3 separate regions of the Mus musculus genome follow, and all the other regions are linked to region 3. A link is a contact called in public Hi-C and Micro-C data. All regions are on one chromosome and are shown on one strand. Each heading gives the region's core, a stretch centred on a gene start, on an enhancer-like site or on the middle of the called end of the contact. The rest is flanking DNA. Distances are from core to core; before and after follow the strand shown.

Evidence for each region. A called contact is a pair of places that touch in the nucleus more often than the background predicts.
Region 1: a contact with region 3 is called in a Hi-C map of stem cell-derived neural progenitor cells, with 4 times the contacts expected there. The contact joins the promoter of Lepr here to the promoter of Leprot in region 3. A contact is called at or near these places in 4 of 39 promoter capture datasets (hippocampal neurons, liver and maxillary cranial neural crest), 4 of 484 Hi-C or Micro-C datasets (stem cell-derived neural progenitor cells and uterus), 1 of 115 datasets of contacts at active chromatin or transcription factors (pancreatic cancer cells) and 2 of 9 other capture datasets (adipose tissue and liver).
Region 2: a Micro-C map of embryonic stem cells shows a contact between it and region 3, with 4 times the contacts expected there. The contact joins the promoter of Dnajc6 here to the promoter of Leprot in region 3. A contact is called at or near these places in 3 of 39 promoter capture datasets (the 3T3-L1 cell line, embryonic stem cells and epiblast stem cells), 1 of 15 datasets of contacts at CTCF or cohesin (the NIH/3T3 cell line), 4 of 484 Hi-C or Micro-C datasets (Sertoli cells, embryonic stem cells, nephron progenitors and 1 more), 4 of 115 datasets of contacts at active chromatin or transcription factors (embryonic forebrain, embryonic hindbrain and embryonic stem cells) and 3 of 9 other capture datasets (adipose tissue, liver and pancreatic islet).

Annotation. Positions count from the first base shown.
Region 1 is chr4:101,716,626-101,720,029 of GRCm38.p6, forward strand. Lepr (leptin receptor) reads left to right here and starts at 1,281. Exons shown (of 19, transcript NM_146146.3): 1 at 1,281-1,313.
Region 2 is chr4:101,549,012-101,552,080 of GRCm38.p6, forward strand. It overlaps Dnajc6 (DnaJ heat shock protein family (Hsp40) member C6), which reads left to right and starts at 1,583. Exons shown (of 19, transcript NM_001164583.1): 1 at 1,583-1,844. The coding sequence starts at 1,658. Gm36012 (predicted gene, 36012) reads right to left here and starts at 2,190. Exons shown (of 2, transcript NR_168609.1): 1 at 2,125-2,190.
Region 3 is chr4:101,646,163-101,649,095 of GRCm38.p6, forward strand. It overlaps Leprot (leptin receptor overlapping transcript), which reads left to right and starts at 1,621. Exons shown (of 4, transcript NM_175036.4): 1 at 1,621-1,663. The coding sequence starts at 1,648.

The DNA.
Region 1 (3,404 bases), core at 31-2,530, 70 kb after region 3:
TATGCTCTCAGTCCTGTGGTGGCTGGGTTAATTCAGGCAATTCACTTGTAGAGCCCGTTTTTTGATGGCCTTCCTAGGAGAACGATGGTCAAATTAACCTTGAGAGACCTTTGCTTGTAACTGAGGATTTACCCAGTCTAAATATCTCTACTCACTTTCATCTTTACTGTTTCTCTTTCAGATCTACTGTACAGCTGGGAATTTTATAAATGCTTATGTCCTCCTTCCTCAAGTTCAAAGAGAATAATGTAATACATCAAGTCCTCAATAAACAGACATAGGAAGTAAGCAGATGAGTGAGTCACATTTTGAGCAGAGAGCAACAAATGTACTTTGAGTTTGGATTCTGACTCTCTAAGGACAGATTTTTTTCCATCCATCCATCCATCTATCTATCTATCTATCTATCTATCTATCTATCTATCTATTTTGTAACCTGCTACGTCAAATGTCATTGAGTTCCAGGATGGAAAACGAAGTGTTCATTAATCAACTAGATGCAGGAATGCCCTCTTTCCCTTTGGGACAAGTAAGGCTGAGGTGATGGCTGATGCACATCAGGGGATAGGGAGCTCCTGACTGTCCTATTGGAGGGGTAGGGGGTAAGGGTCTTTCCTGGTTCTCTTTCCCACTTGGCACTTTCCTTGCGATTATTACTGCAGCATACCCCACACCTGCTGCTGTAAAGGCCAGAGAGGACAGAATCAGCCCTCAAAGCTTCGCCCAAGCTCCTCGGCCACGCGCGCAGCGTCCCCGCCGCGCAGTCACCTGAGTGGCCAGTGCCCCGCAGCGTCGCGCCCGCGCACGAGTGGTCGGCACCTTCTGAGCCAGCAGCATAGAGCCCAGGCATCCCTGCTTTACGCCACTCCGGGACACAGGTGGGACACTCTTTTAGTCCTCAATCCCTGGCGCGAGGCCACCCAAGGCAACGCAGGACGCAGGGCGTTTGGGGACCAGGCAGCAGACTGGGGCGGTACCTGCGGAGAGCCACGCAACTTCTCCAGGCCTCTGACTACTTTGGAAACTGCCCGGGGCTGCGACATCAACCCCTTAAGTCCCGGAGGCGGAAAGAGGGTGGGTTGGTTTGAAAGACACAAGGAAGAAAAATGTGCTGTGGGGCGGGTTAAGTTTCCCACCCTCTTCCCCCTTCCCGAGCAAATTAGAAACAAAACAAATAGAAAAGCCAGCCCTCCGGCCAACCAAAGCCCCAAGCGGAGCCCCAAGCGGAGCCCCAGCCGGAGCACTCCTTTAAAAGGATTTGCAGCGGTGAGGAAAAAACCAGACCCGACCGAGGAATCGTTCTGCAAATCCAGGTATGTTGAGGCCATCTAAGGCACTGGGTGTCGGGGCGCGACGCTACTCGTGGACTCCTGCCTGCAGAGGAGTTCTTCGGAGGGGCCTGAAGGGTCTGTGTGTATCCAGACAGTGACGCAAGCGCAGCGACAGCGCTCCGGACCCAGAAACATAGCACCTGGGTTCAGCTGTGGTTTCCGATTTATCTTCAGGGGTGTGTGCTTAGCCTAACCTCCATGGGTTTCTTGTCTATCACATTTAGAGGGTTGGATTCATTTCAGAGGGCTTTTTAATAATACCTCAGGTGTGCCTCATATTAAAAATCTAGACTTCTGTAATTGCTAATCTTGCTAATTTCATGAAACTAAAAGACTCCATTGGTCTTGGGTTGGGGTTTTTATGTGCATTAACAATCAATGTTTTCAGGATTTTTCAGTTAATAGTGGTAGGGAAAACATAGCATTTGTAAAGAATTTGGAAATATATAATTAATACAAGAATAGATCACCTGGCACTAAAAGAGTCATGTTACCTTTAAGCCAATGTCTGCAACACTGAAAAACTGAATAGAAAAAGGAAGAAAGAAGTACCGCAACTACATAAATAACCTGTGGCTTTCACACAGTACTTTTTTTTTTTTTTTTGTATTGTATATTTGGAAGAAAAAAATTGTAGAAAGCCAAAAATTGTAGCTTTCTCATCAAATACTGTGTGGCACTTGTGGCTTCTTAGCATAAAGTTGTGTGCAGAATGTTTAAGAAGTGGTTTTCCAGACCACTTCAGAGTGTCTCTGAAATGAATCTCAATAACAGAGACAGCAACTTCAGTGATATGTTTAATAATCTTGGAATGAATCCCAGAAAATAGTAGAGGTTAACTAAACAGATCAATCAGAAATTAGTACTACACACACACACACACACAGTAGTACTATAACGTGGCAGTGTACTTTTTGCTTAATTTTTGAAAAACAGAACACCTTGACATATGTGGGCACAGAAGGAGACAGTAGCTTTTTTTTTTTTTTTTAACCACATAAAATATTTTACTGTTGGTATTTTTAAAATTGTTTGGGATTTAGACACTGCCAGTTAGGCTAGGCATAGAAGCATTTTTAGCTAATTTTGTTGGCTATGGTCTAAAATGAAATAATGTCTTACCACCCACAAATGCTTTGTGTGCAATCTAAGAAGCAAAAGGACTTTGAAGTACTCCTTTATGAACACAGTTTAACTTATTTTCAGTTCTTTCTCTGTCTTTTGGCTGGGAAGAACGTCGACCAGTTTCTCTGTGGTCCTCATAGTACCCCCTGAAGCAGAGGCTCGGTTCCTTTGAAACTGAGCAGACTGAAGTGGATCCTGTGCTGATTAGCTAGGGAGCCTTAGAGCTCAGATACCCTGCTGGTGCTTGCTTGAAAAACAAGGGGAACACTGCAGGCATCTGCCTCTTAGATCCAGGCCAGCTCATTCACAGCTTGGGGAGCTGTGGAGCTTGGCAGAGACCCTTTTCTCTTTTGCAATGTGGGGCTCTACTCTCCTATGACTTTATCGAGGAAAAACAGTCATTGCTTCGCCCTTAGATCACTAATACAGGACCAAATGGTTTGTGTTTGTGAAGTGGGAGGTCTTGGAAATAAGGGGGGGAAAAGCCAAAATAAATGAATTCTTTTGGCAGATACTGTATTGCATTTTTTTTTATCCTTAGAGGCAAACACTCATACTAAAAAATATGTCCTGTGGAGTTAAAAATGAAGAGAAGGCTTACGCTCAGTTCAAATTCTTAAGATTTTATGTGATTTACAAATTCCAATTTTAATTAAATTAGAAAAGTGCGAATGTTCACCTACTGGCCAGACTTTGCACATACATGCTTTTGGGGTTTTCTATTTGGATTTGATCTTTTACAGTTCAGAATATTTCTTCTGAAGCACACACCCACACCATCAAACAAACAATGTGTAGCTCAGGCTGATCTCAGACTCATTTCGTTGCGGAGGATGGCCTTGGGTTTCTGGAGCCTCTGCTGCCTGGATGCTGGGATTGCAGGTCTGGCCCACCTGGTGTATGTAGTGCTGGGAATCAAACCCAGGGCTTCCTAGGCAAGCACTCTGC
Region 2 (3,069 bases), core at 333-2,832, 97 kb before region 3:
TGGATTCTGCTTCTGGCCTTACTGCACCTCAGCAGATGGGAACACACTGGACAGTTAGTGAAGGGATGAGAGGATCTAGCACCCCGCCTCTTGGACCTCTTCTGACTCCTTCTCAACCCATGAGTCTGTGCGATCTTTGAAGAAGAAAATGGTTGTCAAGCAGTTAGTTTGTTGAGTTTAGACTTATGAGGAGCTGGGATTTTCAGGGAATTTTGGGTTCCAGATGATCTGGATAGAAGGCTCTTAATTGCTGTCATTTGATTTTTGTGTCCTGATGTGATCAAAATAATAACAGCAAGAGACAACTATGTAAGCCAACAGGCAGGTCAGGCCGGCACTCTGCCTGTGCCCTGCCCCCACGCACAGCACACATGTGCACTCGTTCTTCTCCTATCACAGGAACATGCCAGAGTGCTTCTGAAAGGTTTGTCCTCTTAGTTTATCCAAGGGCTAGAAGAGGAAAATGATACTTTTAAGTCAACATTTTTATCTGGTCTTTCACCTGAGCTGAGGAGGGAGCCTTCTGAAATACTATCAGGTGAAAACAAGCTTTGGGTGTTTGCATCTTGAGACTGAACACAGTTCATATCTAGATTGTGGAGGCCTGACACTCACACAATGCTGGGGGACTCTTTGAGAATACAAAAAAGTCACAAGCGGACAGCTAGTCACATGGGCTTGCAGAGCCTTCTTCAAGAAGAGGGCCCTGCTGCTAATTAACTTTGTGACAGATCCCCTCTGATAATGGCTGTTTTTCTTGCCTACAACTATGAAAGAAAAATGAGGGGCGAGGCTAGAGGATGGAAAGAAAATCTGGTATATTTCTCTTCCCAGACATCCTTCAAGCCAGCTTGAGGAGTTGAGTTGAGGAGTCCTTTCTCCTTGTTCCTAGGTAAACGATAAGAAACCTGGAAGTGCACAGGACATAGTTGCTGAATAGATCTGGCCCTGGCTCCCTTACCCCCTTTAGCCAGCTTTCATATCCACAGCTCATCCCGTGCCAGGAGCGTGCAGAAATGCCGCTCCGCCTGCTCTGGGTACACAGATGGCCTGCCATCAACAGATTCCTTTTCCCCTCCTACTGGAGTTACAACCCAGTCCACCAGGTCGATCAACCCAGGCGTCTTTCACTTCCAACAAAGACCAGCTGAGTTACATGAAATGGGCGTGCCTGGCTCTCTCTCCAAGGGTGCTGGTCTCCAAGACACCTTCTCCCCTTTTTTTCCTGAAGCACGGCCGCGCTGACACACCCCTCCCTCCGCGTTGTCGTGGTCCCCTCCCCATCCCGCCCCGCCCCGTTTTCCGCTTTCAGCCTCCCTCCCTACGACTCTCCCCTCCTTTACTCTCTTCTGTTTATTCCCTCCCCCTCCAGCCACTCCGGGAGCTGCCCGGCTTTTGCCCGGCTACACCTACACTTCCTCGGGCGCTGTCCAGCCTACGGGTGGCCGGGGCCGGTTGGGTGCGCTGTGCCCGGGGCGGTGGCTGCAGAGCCCTTCCTGGTGGCCGCTCCCTTCTTTCCCTCCTCTTCGCGTCATGTCGGGCACTTGATTATTATTGTTATTTTTTTTCATCCCTCTCTTAGTCTGTCCCGTCTTCCCCTCCCCCTTCCTTTCCCAGGTTGATTTTTTTTTCTTCCCCCTCTTCTCCGGGCTTGCCCATGAGCCTCCTCGGGAGCTACCGGAAAAAGACCAGCAGCGATGGTTATGAATCTTTGCAGCTGGTGGACAGTCACGGGGACTCGAGCGCACGGGGCGCGGCGGCTGGCACGCAGAGGGCGACCGCGGGCGCGGTGCGTAGTCCCGCCCGGCAGCCTCCGCACCGCGCCAGCACCACGGACAGCTCAGGTAGCGGCCGCTGTGGCTCAGTCCTTCGGCCCGGTGCACATCCCCGGTCCAGGCTAGGAGAGGCTGGGTTGTAGGCCATGGCATCTAATACCACATGGTGTAACGTCTCTAATTTCTTTGGTCCAGGGAGCTAAGAAACGTTAGATCCGTCTGGAGGCTCGGTGACATTAGCAAGCACCTCTTAATCTCCCTAGGCTGCTGAATGCACCAGCTGGGGGCGGGGAGATGAGGAAAGGGAGGGGAGGAGAAGGGAGGGAGGGGAGCCAGGGGAGGGTGGTACCTGGAAGCAAAGTGGCTGGTTTCTCCGCCCAACTGTCTGAGCCGAGGTGAAGGAGAAATGCTTGGTGCTTTTGCTGTTTGCAGACCGCTTTTATACCAGTTGTTCCCCTGATGGCTGCTGTTATTTACAATTATGTAAAGCTCCTCTAGGGTTAATGTTTCCTTTCTCCCACGGAAGGCTTTACTGGGATCAAGAGCCCTGTTTAACAACACAGCCCTTACACTTTACACAATGCAATTTGTTTCCTCTGTTGTTGGCTTTGATCTTATCCTTTTGCATGCTAAAATTTCTTAAAGCTCCTCATATAGGGAGTTGGTTCTAAAGTTTGTATCTGTGTTTGCAAGTCTCAGAAAAATGTTTTAATGAGTTACAGACCTCTCAGACTCCGTGACAGTTAGCGATTTGTGTATCAAAACAGTCATCCAGGAATCCCTGCTGTCCAAAGACTTGTGTAAGGGCTGTTTGTGTACTTTTCCAGGATGGGAACCACAGGGGCCGGCTCTACCTTTGTGGCTTTAATCCTGGGGCAGCTAAGGACTCTGGTGGGAGTCATGTTGGGATGAAACCAAGTAGGATTTTATTCCTTGACTTTATAATCACTTGTGGATTTTAATTGTATAATGTCTTTCCTTGGGCTATCATTTTCTATTTCCGTCTTCCTGAAAGTGACATGAAATACTATCCCCAGATATTTGGTTGTTCTAGTTTAAAAAGGAGTTTACTAGTTAAGCTCTGGTTTAAATCAAAGAGGGTACTGGTGTGAGGTTCTCTCGGATCATCTTATATACAGTTAACATTGTTCCTAGTGGACTGCTGTTTTCAGGGTCTGGGAAGTGATGCTATGCTTGGTTATTTGAGCTGTGCCTGTCTAGATCTATGGTACATGAATGCTATTTATCTTCTGGCTCTCCTTCAAAGCTTTAAGAGATTCTTGTACTCTGACCC
Region 3 (2,933 bases), core at 371-2,870:
GGTACGTTGTCCATGATGCTGGCACATGCCTGACACTGCAGACCCTGTGTACAAGCTTCATCCTGTACACACTCTCAATGGTACAATGGCTTAACTTGTTGTAATGGTTACAATAGTATTAACAGTCTAAAGGAGAACAATTGCTCTATTGTGGTAAGTTATGCAAATGTGCCTCTCAGAATCACTGATTGTATACTAGGTTCTTAGCAGATTAAGCATATATATATGTATATACATATATATGTGTATATACATATTTTCCTTTTAAGTTTAGAACTTCGTGGGTTTTGACTTTCTAACCTTGTCTAAAGAGCTGTTTGGTTCAGTTCCTATTCTTTCTGAACTGCTTTCTGTAGAGGACTTGGACTACTGGATGGTTTCTAAGATGAAGGAAGATTCCACTGAAGAAGGTAAGAATAAGATGGATCTGGAGGAGTGAAAATTGGCCTTAGTTACTTGCAGGCCTGCGTTTATTTAAGGACCTAAAGAAATCCGGACCCACAGAGTTTGTAATGAATGAGGGGGATAGACGGACGCGGTAGTTTACACAAAATGTTAATGTAGTTTGCTACAAAGCAAGCAAATCTATACAAAAGTCAAAGATCTTACATAGGGATATCTCTAATCCTGATTTCTGGTGCTGTCACTCACTCCCGATCTCTACTATATCAGCCACACACTCTCAAAACAAACCACACAGGCACACAGGAAGAGTCGTCCTGGAAGGTAACCTCTCCCCATCCTTATCCCGTGCCCCACTTTTTCCACCAGTCCTTTCAGGCAAGTTTCCTAACAGCCAGCCAGGGTGATGGTGAGCATCTAGAATCTCCTGAGGCAGAGCCTGGGCCCCAAGTCACGACAGTGAGGAAGGGATGGACCCCAGATTGAGAAACAGGGCTGAGATGTCTCAGAATCCAGGATCCCCCGAAGAGTTAAAATAAAGGAGTTATTCTGAAGTAATCAAAGTGGGAGGGGGCTGAGACTAGGAGCGGAGTTCCCGGCCAGCGGGGCGGTGCTGAACAAACTGGGAGACTACTGGAATGAAGTTCTGAGTGGCAGGAAGTAGGACCAGTAGAGTCCGAGCTATGAGTGGCGGAGGCGGGATCAGTCCAATGGGGTGGAGTTCTGCATGGCGGATTGGGATCCGTGCTGGCAGGGACTGAGCTCAGCCAACTGGGGGCGGAGTCCGCGAAGTGGAGGAAGGCGTTGGGGGAGGGTCTCCATGAGCTGGAGGCAGGATTATGTGCCAGAGTGGCGGAACTGTGGGCCGAGCGGAACCGGGCCCGGCAGAGGAGGAGCTCAGAGTGGCAGGGATCAGAACCAGTATAGGAAATACTGAGTGCCTGTAGGGCAGAATCTGGCATAATTGGGTGTGAGGTTGTAATTGGCAGAATTCTAAACCAGTAGGAATCAGGTTCTGCATGGATGGTGGGATTGGGCTTCTGGGGGCGGGAAGCCACGGGATGGGGCGGAGTCTAAAATCAGGGGCGGGGCCTAATGAAGGGGCGGGGCTCCGTTGGTTGGGTAGGAAGTCAATACCGTCAGGGGGCGGGCCGGGCTTTGGATTCGCGCGCCGGCCCTGGCTAGTCTGGGTGTGGGCGGCTTTTGGAGAAAGCCGGAAGCAGCGACAGCCCCAGCTCCAGAGACATGGCGGGCGTTAAAGGTACACTGCGACCCTCGCCCGCGGCTAGTGGGTGGGGTCGCTCCTGGCTCCAGGCTGCATGGCGAGCAGCCTGTGTGCGGGTGTGCGAGTTCCTGCAGACCGCGGCCTCCCGAATGCGCGGCAGAGGTGTTTTGCGGAGCCTATAAACGCTCGCGCCCACGCCCACGCCCGTCAGTTCCCAGGCGGGGGCTTCTCCCGTGGGCTGTACGTTCCACAGTGGTCCCCTGGGCTTTTCAGTTCTCCGTAGGTCACATCAGGGTCCCACATCCTCACCTTCCTGCCCCGCCGCAGTTTCCTGTGGCTTACAGAGGAGCCTTTGTGTCCAGGATGTGTGTTGGAAACTTGGTCCTGTTGTTCCCTTACGGTTTTTCTCGCTGGGCAGAATAATTTCGGGCGTGTGGCACTTTGGAAAGTAACCAGAAATACCCTATTCGACGCAACCTTGGGGCTGCAATTAGATGGGATTTTAACAAGACTTTTCTTGAGTGTTTACTGGTCTGTGAACAGAGCAGTATGTGCTGTTTGTGTTCTTGAATGGTGATGAAAGGAGGGTACCGAAAGATTATCACCCTGATCTGTGTGAATGCAGAGCTTTGGGCGTTGGGTGGGGACAAAGTTACTGGAAGGCTTCCTGGTATTTGGATTTCTGGTCATCCGCACAGAGAAGACTTAATTTATCTCTGTGTTGGACTTCCTTTCTTTGAAAACTATCCACAAAGACCTTCCCACTCACCAACATCTGTAAGATGGATACAGTGTATACTCATGTGGATGCACTGTACATTATCTGTGCACAACTAGTAACAGACATAGCTAACCATTTTGGGGGGACTTTTGTATTTCAAATCAAAGTAAACATGGTTTACTTGGGCAATGTCCACTGTATGACGTATCCATTTGAAGACAGTGTAGAAAGCATGTAAAATTGTGTCTCACTACTACAGAGTGTTCAGTCCTGGACAGAAAGTACAAAGTAGCAACAGTAATTTATGGGCCTATGTAGTGAAAAGGAACAAAGGCTATGAAGTAGACAAGAGCACAAGGAAGTAAAACTTTGCCCATAATTCAACTGTTATTGAGAAACTATGCTGGAGACTTGGGATAAAAGATAAGTGAGAAGTTTGGACTGAGTTGATTGCCGAAAATAATTATATTGCTGTGTAAGAAAATGATGTGTGCTCTGACAGTTGAGAACATAGAGATAATATAGTGGAGGGAATCATGTTGCTCCAAAAGATATGTTTTAAGTTGTAACTCCCTGCTGCCAAAT